2 separate regions of the Hordeum vulgare genome follow, and region 1 is linked to region 2. The links are chromatin contacts, called in public Hi-C maps. All regions are on one chromosome and are shown on one strand. The core of a region is the stretch at or near the end of the contact, and the rest is flanking DNA. Distances in the headings are between cores, read along the strand shown.

Region 1 (6,176 bases), core at 31-2,530, 51 kb after region 2:
CGCCATGGTGCAAGGCTGGCGGCCATGCATCTCGGAACAACCAAAATTTCTGCAACATCACTTATGTTGTAAAAGTTTCTTCCACAATAATATCTATGTTGCTAGAAAATAAATATTTTTTTCTGCAACCTGACCTATGTTTGTAGAATTTTTCTGCAACATGACCTTTGTTACAGAAGTTTCTGTCGCAACAGTACCTATGTTCTAAAAATACAAAGAAACAAATTATGCAACCACGCATATGTTTCAAAAGTTTCTGCAACATGACTCTGTCGCAACAGTACCTATGTTCCAAAAAGACAAATAAAAAATTCTGCAACCAGACATATGTTTCAAAAGTTTTCTGCAACATGACCTTTGTTGCAAAAGTTTATGTCGCAATGGTACCTATGTTGCAAAAAGACGAAGATTTTTTTTCCTGCAACCAGACCTATGTTGCAAAAAATTATGTTGCAACGGTACCTATGTTGCAAAAAGACGAAGATTTTTTTTTGTGCAACCAGACCTATGTTGCAATTTTTTTTGCAATATGACGTTTGTTGCAAAAGTTGTTGTCGCAGCAGTACCTATGTTGCAAAAAAACAAAGATTTTTTTTGCAACCAGACCTATATTGCAAAAGTTTTCTTGAACATGACCTTTATTGCAAAAGTTTCTTTCGCAATAGTACCTTTTTTTCTGCAACCAGACCTATGGTGCAAAAAAATTCTTGAACATGACCTTTGTTGCAAAAGTTTCTTTCGCAAGAGTACCTACGTTGCAAAAAAAAGGTACCTATTCTGCAACGTGACCTACGTTGCAAAAGTTTTCTGCAACATGACCTTCTTGAAAAAGTTCTTTCCGTAACACTACCTATGCTGCAAAATGATAAAAAAATTCTGCAACCTGACCTATGTTACAAAAGTTTTCTACAACATGATCTTCAGGATCTGACGGCTAGATCAGCCGGTGAACGCATATCAGCCCCCAATTTTTATTGATAAAAAGATCTAAAAATTGTGTACCACTGCCAAAGTTGATAAATGCAGGCATATTGGTGCCAAACGCCTAGTAGTATCCGATAGTAAATCACTGTGATTCTCTTTGGCACCGCGTTGAAATCTATTATCTCTTTGTTTAAAGCAAAGCTACCTTCCTTCACGGGATTTCCAGGAATTCCACACAGCCGCAGCGTGAACGAAGAAGACGAAAAAAGGAATAACCGCCTGCCTGGACAGCGCCACGGTAATTACCTGGGTCCGCGAGGTCGCCACCGCAAAAAAACGGAGCCGCCCAGCCAGCTTTACCACCATCTCGCGTGTCATCCCGTGTCGATCCGACGGCGGGGACCGGGGCCGACGTCGGCCCTTTCAAACAGGGCCGTCCGATCCATGACGCCCCCCCTGCCACGCTTTCCCCTGTCATCGTCGTACGTAACGTGGCCCACACCGGCGACGAAAGCGACGCCGAAGCAAAGGGAAAAAGGGCCGGAGGTGGTAAAAGGCAAAGCGTGTGTCCCACCCCCGCGCCGGTCTCCGGCGGTCGGCGGCGCCACCCCAACGCGAACGAAGCCGGAGAGCACAAGAAGCTCCGTCGCGCCGGGCGGTTCGGAGGAGAGGTAGGAGCAGCAGCTAGCGTATGCGTGTGGCGAATGAATGCGGCCATCAATGGGCGGGGAGGCCGGGTGGGTGCATCGCCTCGGCGGGGCTTGCACGGCACGACAGTGAAGGCCCTCGTGGCCGTGGCCGCGTAGCAGCTCTGGCGCGCCCTTGATGCGCTGCCAGGACGCAGGACGTATGTACGTGCGTGTGTCCATTAACGCGCCACTGGGATCGGGACAGACGGACATACATGCTCCACAGACCACATGGAGGAGGGAGGCGCGTAGTAAAACTACTACTAGTAGTCCGCAAATGACGCTGCCTTGCCTGCTTCCGCTTCCGAAGGCCCGTGTGGAAAGGGAAGGAGCTCGGTTTTGTTGCCGGCCGTCTTGTTCCAGGTAGGAGTAGGAAGTAGCCATGATGCATGGCCAACGGCTACTGTCGACGGCTCTTCTGCTAGCTTAGCCGCTACGAAACACGTGTTTGACTGACTGCGTGCCGGTGTTCGGATACAGTATACTCTTAGACGTTGTCAGCTAACTGACTGACAGGTGGATCCAAGGAGAGTTCGATTCGATGGGCACAGTTTATAAACGTCAACGGCTACTAGTACGAGTTAACCAAGCGTATCGACCATGATGACTTCCTTTGGCTTCTTTGCTAGTACTACGTACTCCTTTTTTGTGATGAAAGCGTTTTTATCCCCGGGCAGTGTATCTTGTGAACGGGCGGATCCAAGGCCACTAGAGGACGCTTTACACCTATATATATACTTTCGGACTGAACATAATGATTCACGGCTCCTTCTTTGTCTCTGTAGCGACTAACATGGGTCGCACGTTAGCCCACAGGCGAAAATAATACTCCTACCACGTACACGTACGCTACGGCCTACGGCTAACATGTGCCTCTGTCTATGTGAGTGGGTGGCAGGATTCAAAGAGGCATGGAGCAAAACGCTGCAAATCCCGATGTCTTTACCGTTCAACTGCATGTCGTTTCATGTCCGATCACAGCCGTGACGGTACCGCTGCTGAGCATTCCGGCATGGATGGTGGCTCACACACTGGCACGCACGTACCTGGAAGCCAGGAACGAACGACCCCATCATGGGTCAAGTCAAGGTGCCAAGCGTCCACGCAAATCTACGTGCGTTTTGGCCGCGGCATCAGGATCGAGAATTTTTGTTCAAAAAAACCACTAACCGAATGTTATTGTCAAAAAAAACCACATGTGGTATGAAATGCGAGAAAAGACCCCTATTTTTCGTGGCGGTAGGCGCGCCAGGTGACGCGTGGCACTTGCCGTCACGGGCCGAGACGGCTGGGCCCCGCCGCCACCCGGCGAGGCGGCTGGCCGGGCAGGTGGCACCTGCCGCCAGCACCCCAGGCGACCGGCGGGATGCTGTGCATGGCAGCATGCATGGCCGCGCATGGCCAGCCAGCCTTTGTTGCATGCATGTGCGAGCAGTGCACGCCCTGGGCAGCCTGCCGCCTGGAGTGGTGGCGGCAAGTGCCACCTGCCCGGCTGGCCGCTTGGCCGGGTGGCGGCGGGGCACAGCCGCCTCGGTCCGTGGCGGCAGGTGCCACGCGTCACTTGGCGCGCCTGCCGCCACGAAAAATAGGGGTCTTTTCTCGCATTTCATATCGCATGTGGTCTTTTTTAACAATAACATTCGGCTAGTGGTCTTTTTGAACAAAAATTCCAGGATCGAGTGACGACTCGGCGCATCCTGCGTTGTCCACAGTAGTGTCCACGCTCGACCCGATTTGTTTTGCTCCTTGCATGAGCGTGACCCCCTACCAATCGACCTACGTGGGTGATGGGAATGTGCTTGTGTTTATGCTTGCCCGTGATGATGGGAATGTGCCATGAACCACGAATTACGGTATTGATTAGCATATCCGCAAGTGGAAGCCGAACACGTACAGGCCGGGTGACTTCACAAAGCCATGGCGGCCGTGTCGCATGTGTCGTGGTTTAAAGGAGAATAAAGGAGAAAGGAATGACGATGGAGAAAGGCCGTCGACGAGATCCGTGATTAGAGACGAGATCGCCGGAGCCCGGAGCGACAGCAGCGCATTTAGGGCCATTTAAAATTGCCGACGAACATGTACTGCGGAGTTTAAAGGAGTATAATGTAGTGCTGTTTTAAACGCTTTTGCGCAATGTTTGCCTGGTTCAAGGGTTCCTTTTCCATCTCGAGATCAACATTTTTTCGAGTTTTAATGGCTTGCTTAGGTGCTACTCGCGACGGCCGCCAAGTTTGAATCTGTTTTTCTATTCTGATCCTACTCCCCACGGGGCTCTTGGTCGGATCGACGACATCCCCCGGTTACAGTTCCCGGAGCGGATGACAAAAGCTCATAGAGACAAAGGCATGTGTGTCGGCGAAGTTCAAGTGACTAAACAAGGAAGCACATCTAATTTGTTGTGAAGCACGTTCCTCTGAGAAACCCAACCCCGAACGAGCACTCTGATCTGAGACCCAACCCCGAACGAGCACTCTGATCTGAGAGATGGTTAATAGTATAGTCAACTGCTGGCTATAACCAGTCTTATATCTCATCTTATAGCTAGCTTGTACAATAGTTAGTTTAAAAGGACACTATTTTTATTATATATGGTCCATCTTTCATTCTCACAAAGCATCAAGGAGCACGTGCTAGAGCTGACTCTTCACGAAAAGCTCGCTTCCCTTCTCTCTCCTCTTCTCTCTCATCCAACTCTGTAAAAATATAGTATTTTAATTCTTACATACTGCTGACTATACGTTATTATACTTGTTCTGATGGGTCATGACTATTCTTGAGTCCTGACCTAACACTCAGAGACGGCCAAGATTCTTTCTGTGCCGGGAGACCCTTCTTGTCAAAACGAGCAACTCCACGTTCCCGACGCCGGATTAGGCAAGCCAGCTGCGTTGCAAGAGCCGGTGAAACGCGCGCGGCATGGGAGTGACGGTACGCCGGAGCGGCCGTGGCTAGCGTCCAATCTCGATCGGTAGGAGTAGGAGCCCACGCTGGCGTCCCTGGAGTCGCGGGAAGGCGCATGTGGGTGATGTGAGGTCGACCGCAACTCTAGCTATCTAATGCCCGCATCTTCTTTTTTTGCGATCATCTTCGTCACTGGACCATGTTTTTGTGCACCTTTGCGCCTTTGCCATACGTGCGCTGTTGGTGGGTACGCTCCACGGCCATGGTGACGATGGTGATGCGCCTGGCCGGGCGGCCTTGGCTTGGCACGGCGCGTCGTTTGCTAGCACAAGCAAACGGGTAACGAAATCGGCATGTTTCACTCGACTTCTCCTTATGCCTTTCAGGGTGTGGCTTGTGTTTGCACTTACACTAATGCACTCTTACAGTATAATGTTGCATTACAATAACCCGATTAACAATCAAATGAGTAGTGGCGCGTACAAGTGGTCACGCAGATGGTAACAGTGGCACGTAGCACGTACGTACAACAAACAACCTTATCTCGCCACCATTTATTTATTTAAGAGGGCGGCAGCAGAACCGGAGGGCAGACGTACGTACGTGCGTGCCTGTCACCAACGCGCCACATGCATGCAGGCCAAATCGGCATTTACCCGGCGGACCACCCCCACTGTCCTGTCGTCTCCTCTCCTGTCCTGTGAGGTCGGTCGGTCAGGTCAGACACGTTCGACCCCGGGACCCTTGGCCAACCTCGCCGACCGCCGCGATCCCTGCATGATTCCCGGCCCACCACCGCCGCGCCGTCGCCGTCCTCGTTGACGACCCAGTGGTTGCCTTGCACCCTCCACGTCTGTACCTTCGCCGCTCTCACCGTTTTGGGCGTAAAATCACGTTGTAGACATTTGCGAATAGTTAACGGGAAAGAACACGCTTGCGCGCCGGGTTCGAGGCCGTGGTTGATGGAATGTTTCGAGCAAAGGCACGAGCGCATGTGGGCATGTGGGCACGAATGCACTGCAATGCTGGTGTTGATGGTTACTTAACGGAACCCTGCAACTGCAAATCCACGTGCCCCTCTTGGTCTCGGGCTAACCTAATAATAAGGCCGATACTACTAGTAATTATACTAGCCAGGTACCAGCATCATCAGTCGTGATGGTACACGCGACCGAACGTGAGAAGCAACAGCCGTGCTCTTCCAAACAACCTGATGCATGGACGGGAGAATGGTTTTTGTTCGGTCCGTTTTGGGCGGCACCCTGCAGACATTCGACCTCCCGATACGGTCGCTGTCCGCATGCGGGCGTCGCGAGCGTGCTCGTCCAAGCGAGCTGCCGCGTGGGAGAATGGTTCTCGTTCCGTTGCTCCGTCCATTCGAGGGGCACCCTCAACCTGAAGAGGAGCTCATGCATATACGGTCACGACGGTGTAGCGCGGCCCGGCCGACGAGATCACGAGAGAGGTGCGGGAACGCCGGGCGAGGCGGAGAGGTCGATGGTAGGTCGACGCGCGCCCACGGCCGGGATCGACACGGTGATTCTGCATGTCCTGGATCCGCCGAGCTGGCTGATGAATCGCGGCATTGATCGGAGGTGTATCAGGCGGATTGTGGGACTCGCGAGACGCGTCGCCTCTCCCGTGCTCCGTGCTGTGCATGCA
Region 2 (5,781 bases), core at 2,539-5,038:
TTTCTTCCCCTGTTAGCATTTTTTTCTGCTTTGAAAAGTTCATCATGAACGCCTCGCTAAAACCTTTTGGACAGGTGGAACCCATTCTTGACCGGATGCCGGAATCCAGATGCGAAACTTTTGTTCATACTACTACACACGAAAAAGCAGCCAACCCGTCATGTGACGCCGTCCAGGGCGGTTTCACCTTTGCCAATGCCAACCCAGACACACTGACCACATCAACCATGTACCACCTGATAACAAAGGATCTGCTACGGCTGGAACCAGATGAGCTACTTACGGTCGGTTCCCAACCAGCCACGCCCCGGTTCTCCTTCAGCGATCGACCGTTCATATCACATGATCGATCCTGGGACATGTTCCCCACACACCACCATCAGAATTTCGTTACAAAAGAATGAATGGAGAGACCTGCCTGCACATTCTAACGGGCTCAGAACCAAGCGTCCCTCTCCGTCGATCTCGTCGGCTCCGACCGTGCTCGCGCAATGCCATGGCCGGGCGGCGGCGACGCGGTGAACCCCATAAGCCATTTCAAACCCCGGCGCGGCGCCGAGGGCTTCGACGCGGCGCCGCGCCGGTCAGGGGACAATCACACTCCCATGGTGCCAATCACTGCCTTTAAAATCTATCGTGTCCATGTTTACAGGGGTTCACTCGACCTGCTCGCCTATGAGGTCAAGGCCTACTAACAAGAAAGAGATGCCCTGGAACAGCAGGAAGTAGAAGTGTATACCCTGTTTCGTCAGCAGGCTGCGAGCGGCGGCCGTCAGCAGGAGCAGCGACAGCGCCAGCTCTTTCTTGTATATCCGGTTGTGCTTCTTCTGCTTCTTCCCTTCCTTCTGGTGGTGCCGCAGCTCCTTGGGCGGCACCGCCACCGCCGCCAGGGAGATGAGGTCGCCCTCCGACGACCGGCCCGACTTCTTGGTCACCACCCACTCGTAGGCGCTCCCGAGCTGGAACAGGCCCGAGATCATGGCGTTGAACTTGGTCACCGACATGGTGTTCTCGAAGAGCAGGTATGGGATGATGAATGGGAACGACTTTGGTGACGGCAGGATGTTGAGCAGGGACATGAGGGCAGGTATGTAGCATACGACCCAGTCTGGGAGCTCGGCTTCGGGCACAAACATCGTCATCGGGAGGATGATGCAGAAGAGCGTGAAGGAGTAGAATGGTAGTATGAGCTTCCGGAGTAGGAAGAAAAGAAAGATCAAGTTGAATTTCTTCCACACTGAAATCTGCAGCGAAATAAAAACAATGTTAAACAACTAAATTGGTACAGATAAGAGAAAGGTATCAATACATTGTTATGATGACAATAGCAACAAAAATATCAATAAAGCAAACACAGTCATTAATTCAAATTTCTGCATTCTATAATACAAATTGTAGCAGCAAATACTAGGTCATATGGTCTTGTATACTTGTTGTATTGCGATGTGCAAATGATGACAAAGCATTTTCAAAGTGTCGCATAAGCAACCGCCACAAAATGCTAGAAGCGCACGCTGAATTGGGTGTTTACATACTCCCAATTATAAAAGGCAATAACATTTCAGAGTTTTCAACAGCATGTTAACCTCAATCAGCTTATCCAAATGGTAGTCCATTCTGCTCAGGTACAATAAAAAGAGCATAACAATACCTTGGACTTGATGATGTCCGGTATGCAAAGCCTGAATAGCTGCATTGGACCGGAATGCCACCGATGTTGCTGCTTCCTGTAAGCCTCGTATGACTCTGGTAGTTCGCATTGGCACTGTCGACAGCAAGACAAACATTTCAGCTCAATTGAAATGGTCAAGCACACCTGTCAAACATACAATTCAGAAGAAGTTCTTCATAATACAAAAACCTCAACGTCGTTCAGGAAGATAAACTTCCAACCATGGAGATGCGCCCGAACTGCAATGTCCATATCCTCCACCGTTGTCCGTTCCATCCACCCGCCGGACTCCTCCAGCGCCTTGATCCTCCACACGCCGGCGGTGCCATTAAACCCAAAGAAGTTTAGGAACACACCATTCACCTGCTGCTCCACCTCAAAGTGGAAGCAAAGATTGATGTTCTGCAACCGAGTCAATAAGTTCTCATCCTTGTTCACAAACGACCATCTGGCTTGCACCAGCCCCAGTTCATCGTTGTCCTGAAACAGCCCACAATTTGCAAATCAGAACTGGAAGCATAAACCATGGAAGATTGATAACAAAAAGTAGTAGTAGGACAAACATTCTCCTGAATCTACCTTGAAATGTGGCACGGTGCGCTTTAAAAAGTCTGGGTTTGGTTGGAAGTCAGCGTCAAAGATGGCAACAAATTCGTAATCCTTGACGTAGCTGCAGCCCATGGCGGACTTGAGGTTCCCGGCCTTGTACCCATCCCTGAGCACGCGGTGCCGGTATAGAATCCGAGCCCCGGTCTGCTGCCACTTCGCGACCTCCTCCCTGATGAGCGACTGCGTGGTCGGGTCGTCGGAGTCGTCCAAAACCTGAACCAAGAAGTTGGACCTCGGCCAATCGAGGTTGCAGACGGCCGCGATTGATTGCTGATACACCTGCACGACGAACAGATAGATTAGATGGTTGGTTGCGAGGTTGCGCGAATTTGGAAGGAGGAATATTAATGGTGCGAGCTTTTGCAGCGGCACTGACCTCTTTCTCGTTGCACATTGGTATCTGGACGAGCACCATGGGGTAGTAGCCGGCGTCGGGGTCCTCGGCGTCCGGCAGCACCGGGGACTTGAGCCTGGGCTTGATGCGCTTGACGGTGATGTAGAAGCTGCCGAGGCACTGGATGAGGCGGTCGGCACTCTGGATGAGGAAGAGCACGACGCAGGCGTCGGTGAGGAACTGGAGCAGCGGCGCGAGGTAGGCGGCGCGGAGGCGCAGCCAGGAGCCGTAGAGCGACTCGACGCCGATAATGGGGAGGGCCAGGGCGGAGGCGGCGAGGTCCCAGCCGTGGAAGTGCGCGGCCAGCTCGACCGCGAGGAGGAGCACGGAGAGGACGAGGAAGGCCCTAATGAAGCCGTAGAGGCGGGAGCGGAGCACGGGGCTCTCGCCCGCCGGGCCGGGCGCGCCGGCGCAGGCGGCGTCGGCATCGGTGCGGCCGTCGGCCACCCTGCGGCGCGCGGCGGCGCCCAGGGCGACGGCGGCCGAGGCGAGCGAGGCGAGGCAGCCGGCGGCGCGGTGCGCCTTCAGGAGCAGCACCCAGGTGATCTGCTTGGCGTTCTTCCCGCGGCCGCCCTTGCGGCGGCGGGCGCGGGCGCCAGCGCCGGAGACGAGGAAGTCCTCGTCGTCGGCGTCCTCCGGTGAGATCTCGGAGATGGACCAGTTGGGGTTCTCCATCTTGACCACCACCGGCGTGCCCCGGTAGGCGTCGGCGCCGGCCCTGGCGCCCCATAAGCCGCTCCACGGCGCCATGAATGGCCGGTCCAAGAACCCAACCCCCGCCCTCCCTCCGGCCAAGGGCCTGGGCCTTTCGTTTCCCCCCGCCCCCAAATTAGACGCCAACACTACCGCGCACTATTCCTGGCCGCGGCCGTCCCCTTCCTCCCTCCTTTTCAGCCCTCCGAACTCCGCCTCCGAGCTCCACTGCCAACCCAGGCAGCTCACTCCACTGCCATTAGAGCTTTAAGAAGAGGAAGAGGAGGAGGAGGAGGACGTACTGGGAACAGCTCGACAACGCGTCTGGAGAAGTGGAGAGACGGAGGGAGATCGGGCGTGGATGGAGGCAGCAATATTTTAGGGCGCTTCCCTTGTCTTTCCCTGCGTTAATTCCCTTTTACTTCGCCGCATGTCCTTCCTTCCTTTCCTTTCTTTTCTAGTAGTAATTTATTTACTTTCCTTTGTACTTCTGCTAGTACTAGTAGTACCGGAGATAATTACGGTGAGAAATTCACGCGTTTCCTGTGGTTTAGCTCCCCGGTGGGATCCAGCATGCAATTGCATGGGGACCTCGGCTTTTACACTTTGCTCACTGCTTTTCTTCCAGCAAAATAAAGGTATGCGCATGTTTCTCCATTTTACTACTCCCTTCGTCACAATTTACAAAACGTGCATGCAAATTTTCTAGGACCTAGGTGGTTATTGATTGGCTGTTAAATAAGTTAAAAAATATCATTCACACTACGCATGTATATAGAAGTAGTACAACGGAGTACTAATTAGCTGCTAGAATTAATGCAACGTGCCTTAATCTTTGTCTATTTTAAAAACGCACGCAAGTCTAACTGTGTCTTCTAAACCGTGACAGAGAGAGTATTTGGCTCGTCAAAAAAGGTTGATGCTTATTTAGTTTGCATTGCAGGCGCAATAATTTTTTGGAAAAAATATTAAACTGAAACAGATTGGTATGTTCTTCAACTAAACTTGACATTCTTGACAAACATAATTTACAATGAAAAAAGTCCCATTTGACACGCCTAAAAATATAATATTTGATAGGTCCCTTTGATTTTCTTGTCAGCAAGACTACTCAGCCATTATTTTTGCTCGGTTCTTTATTTCAGTTTCTTTAGTAACTACAGATTATTTGAACGTCTTCTTGCTTGCTCCATTTGTTTCTTATACTCTACATACGTATGAAAGATATCGAGTAACTTCTGTGGGTAAACTACTAACTACTAAACTTGGGTTGGATTTGGTCATTCATCATAGCGAAAAGATGGCAGTGACTGTATTCGCTCCTTTCTCTCTCTTTGACACGGGAGGAACAGTGTGAGTGTGACGCGGCGTGCTTCGCAGGCACAAGGTTTCCCACGTCTGCCAAAAACAACCCTCCAGTATTTCGTTTTCAGGGAATGGTCCCTGCGTAACACCACGCTGGGTCAAAAGCTTGTTTGTATTTTTGGGCGACAACGCGTCGGAGAAATTTTAATTCATGCAGCTGCCAAATACTCCCTCGATTTTTTTTCTGTAAAGTGTATTATTTTTGTTATGATCAAGGTAATTTTACAGTCATTTCATAAATTAATTATATTTTAAATTCAAATAGTTACATTCATATTAATTCACTATGTAAAATTTGGCATAAAAACAAAAATATAGGTCATAAAATCAGGAAAACTACATTTTATGCGTATTTTACATTATGTTTTTACATTTGCAAATTTATGTAACAAAATATATTTTTACGAAAATTATATATTTCCTTACGTGTTTTTTTACGTATAAAATTAAATTAAATTAACGGAACCTAAAATTATGATGCATTTATATTAAAATAGAGGGGATGAAGACTAACTATTCCTCACCCAAGGTGACAAAAAGTTAATCCATATATATATAAGGATGAAATTAACTTTGACAAAATCATTCATTAGCGACAACTAAATCATTTAGGCTTGGAAAGTACTTCCTCCATTTTTATATATAGAACCACAAACTCAAATTACAAGTATAAAGATAAAATTTAATAACCAGTATTTTCTCTTGTTTACCTGATTAATTAATAGAACACATGCAAATTAGAGAAAATTGAGTGAATGTGAGAAAGAAGTAGTTGAATGTGTCATTATCATTCAATGCACGCATGGGAGTAGTTAAACCATGGGTTGCTTGTATGAGGCAACATTATTAATATGTATCTCATTTATTGTTAGTGTCCTATACGCAAAATATATATTTTATTGTGACCTTTATATATAAAAATAGAGGGAGTAAGAGATACATAATGAGGAAACAAATACTTTCTTTTTTTTTTCTTTACAAGAAGCGATGCATGCATTTAGAGGAGTGGTATTTTTCTGTTTTGGAAGGGCTAACAATGGAATTAGCA

What was found. Hi-C and Micro-C count contacts between places; a contact is called where the count stands out from the background.
Region 1: a contact with region 2 is called in a Hi-C map of seedling, with 5 times the contacts expected there. The contact joins the enhancer-like site here to the promoter of LOC123452420 in region 2. A contact is called at or near these places in 4 of 6 Hi-C or Micro-C datasets (leaf and seedling) and 1 of 1 datasets of contacts at active chromatin or transcription factors (embryo).

The regions. Positions count from the first base shown.
Region 1 is chr5H:535,048,086-535,054,261 of MorexV3_pseudomolecules_assembly, forward strand. No RefSeq gene overlaps it. Among protein-coding and RNA genes, the nearest start is that of LOC123452423, 28 kb to the right of the region's middle. Within about 2 kb of position 1,281, at least 3 of the 3 cell types and tissues checked have open chromatin away from gene starts, as enhancers often do. A contact at or near this core is called in leaf and seedling, where this site is marked.
Region 2 is chr5H:534,994,654-535,000,434 of MorexV3_pseudomolecules_assembly, forward strand. LOC123452420 (probable xyloglucan glycosyltransferase 9) reads right to left here and starts at 3,789. Exons shown (of 5, transcript XM_045129067.1): 1 at 2,658-3,789; 2 at 2,252-2,560; 3 at 1,862-2,152; 4 at 1,652-1,765; 5 at 607-1,244. The coding sequence starts at 3,425. The coding sequence ends at 657.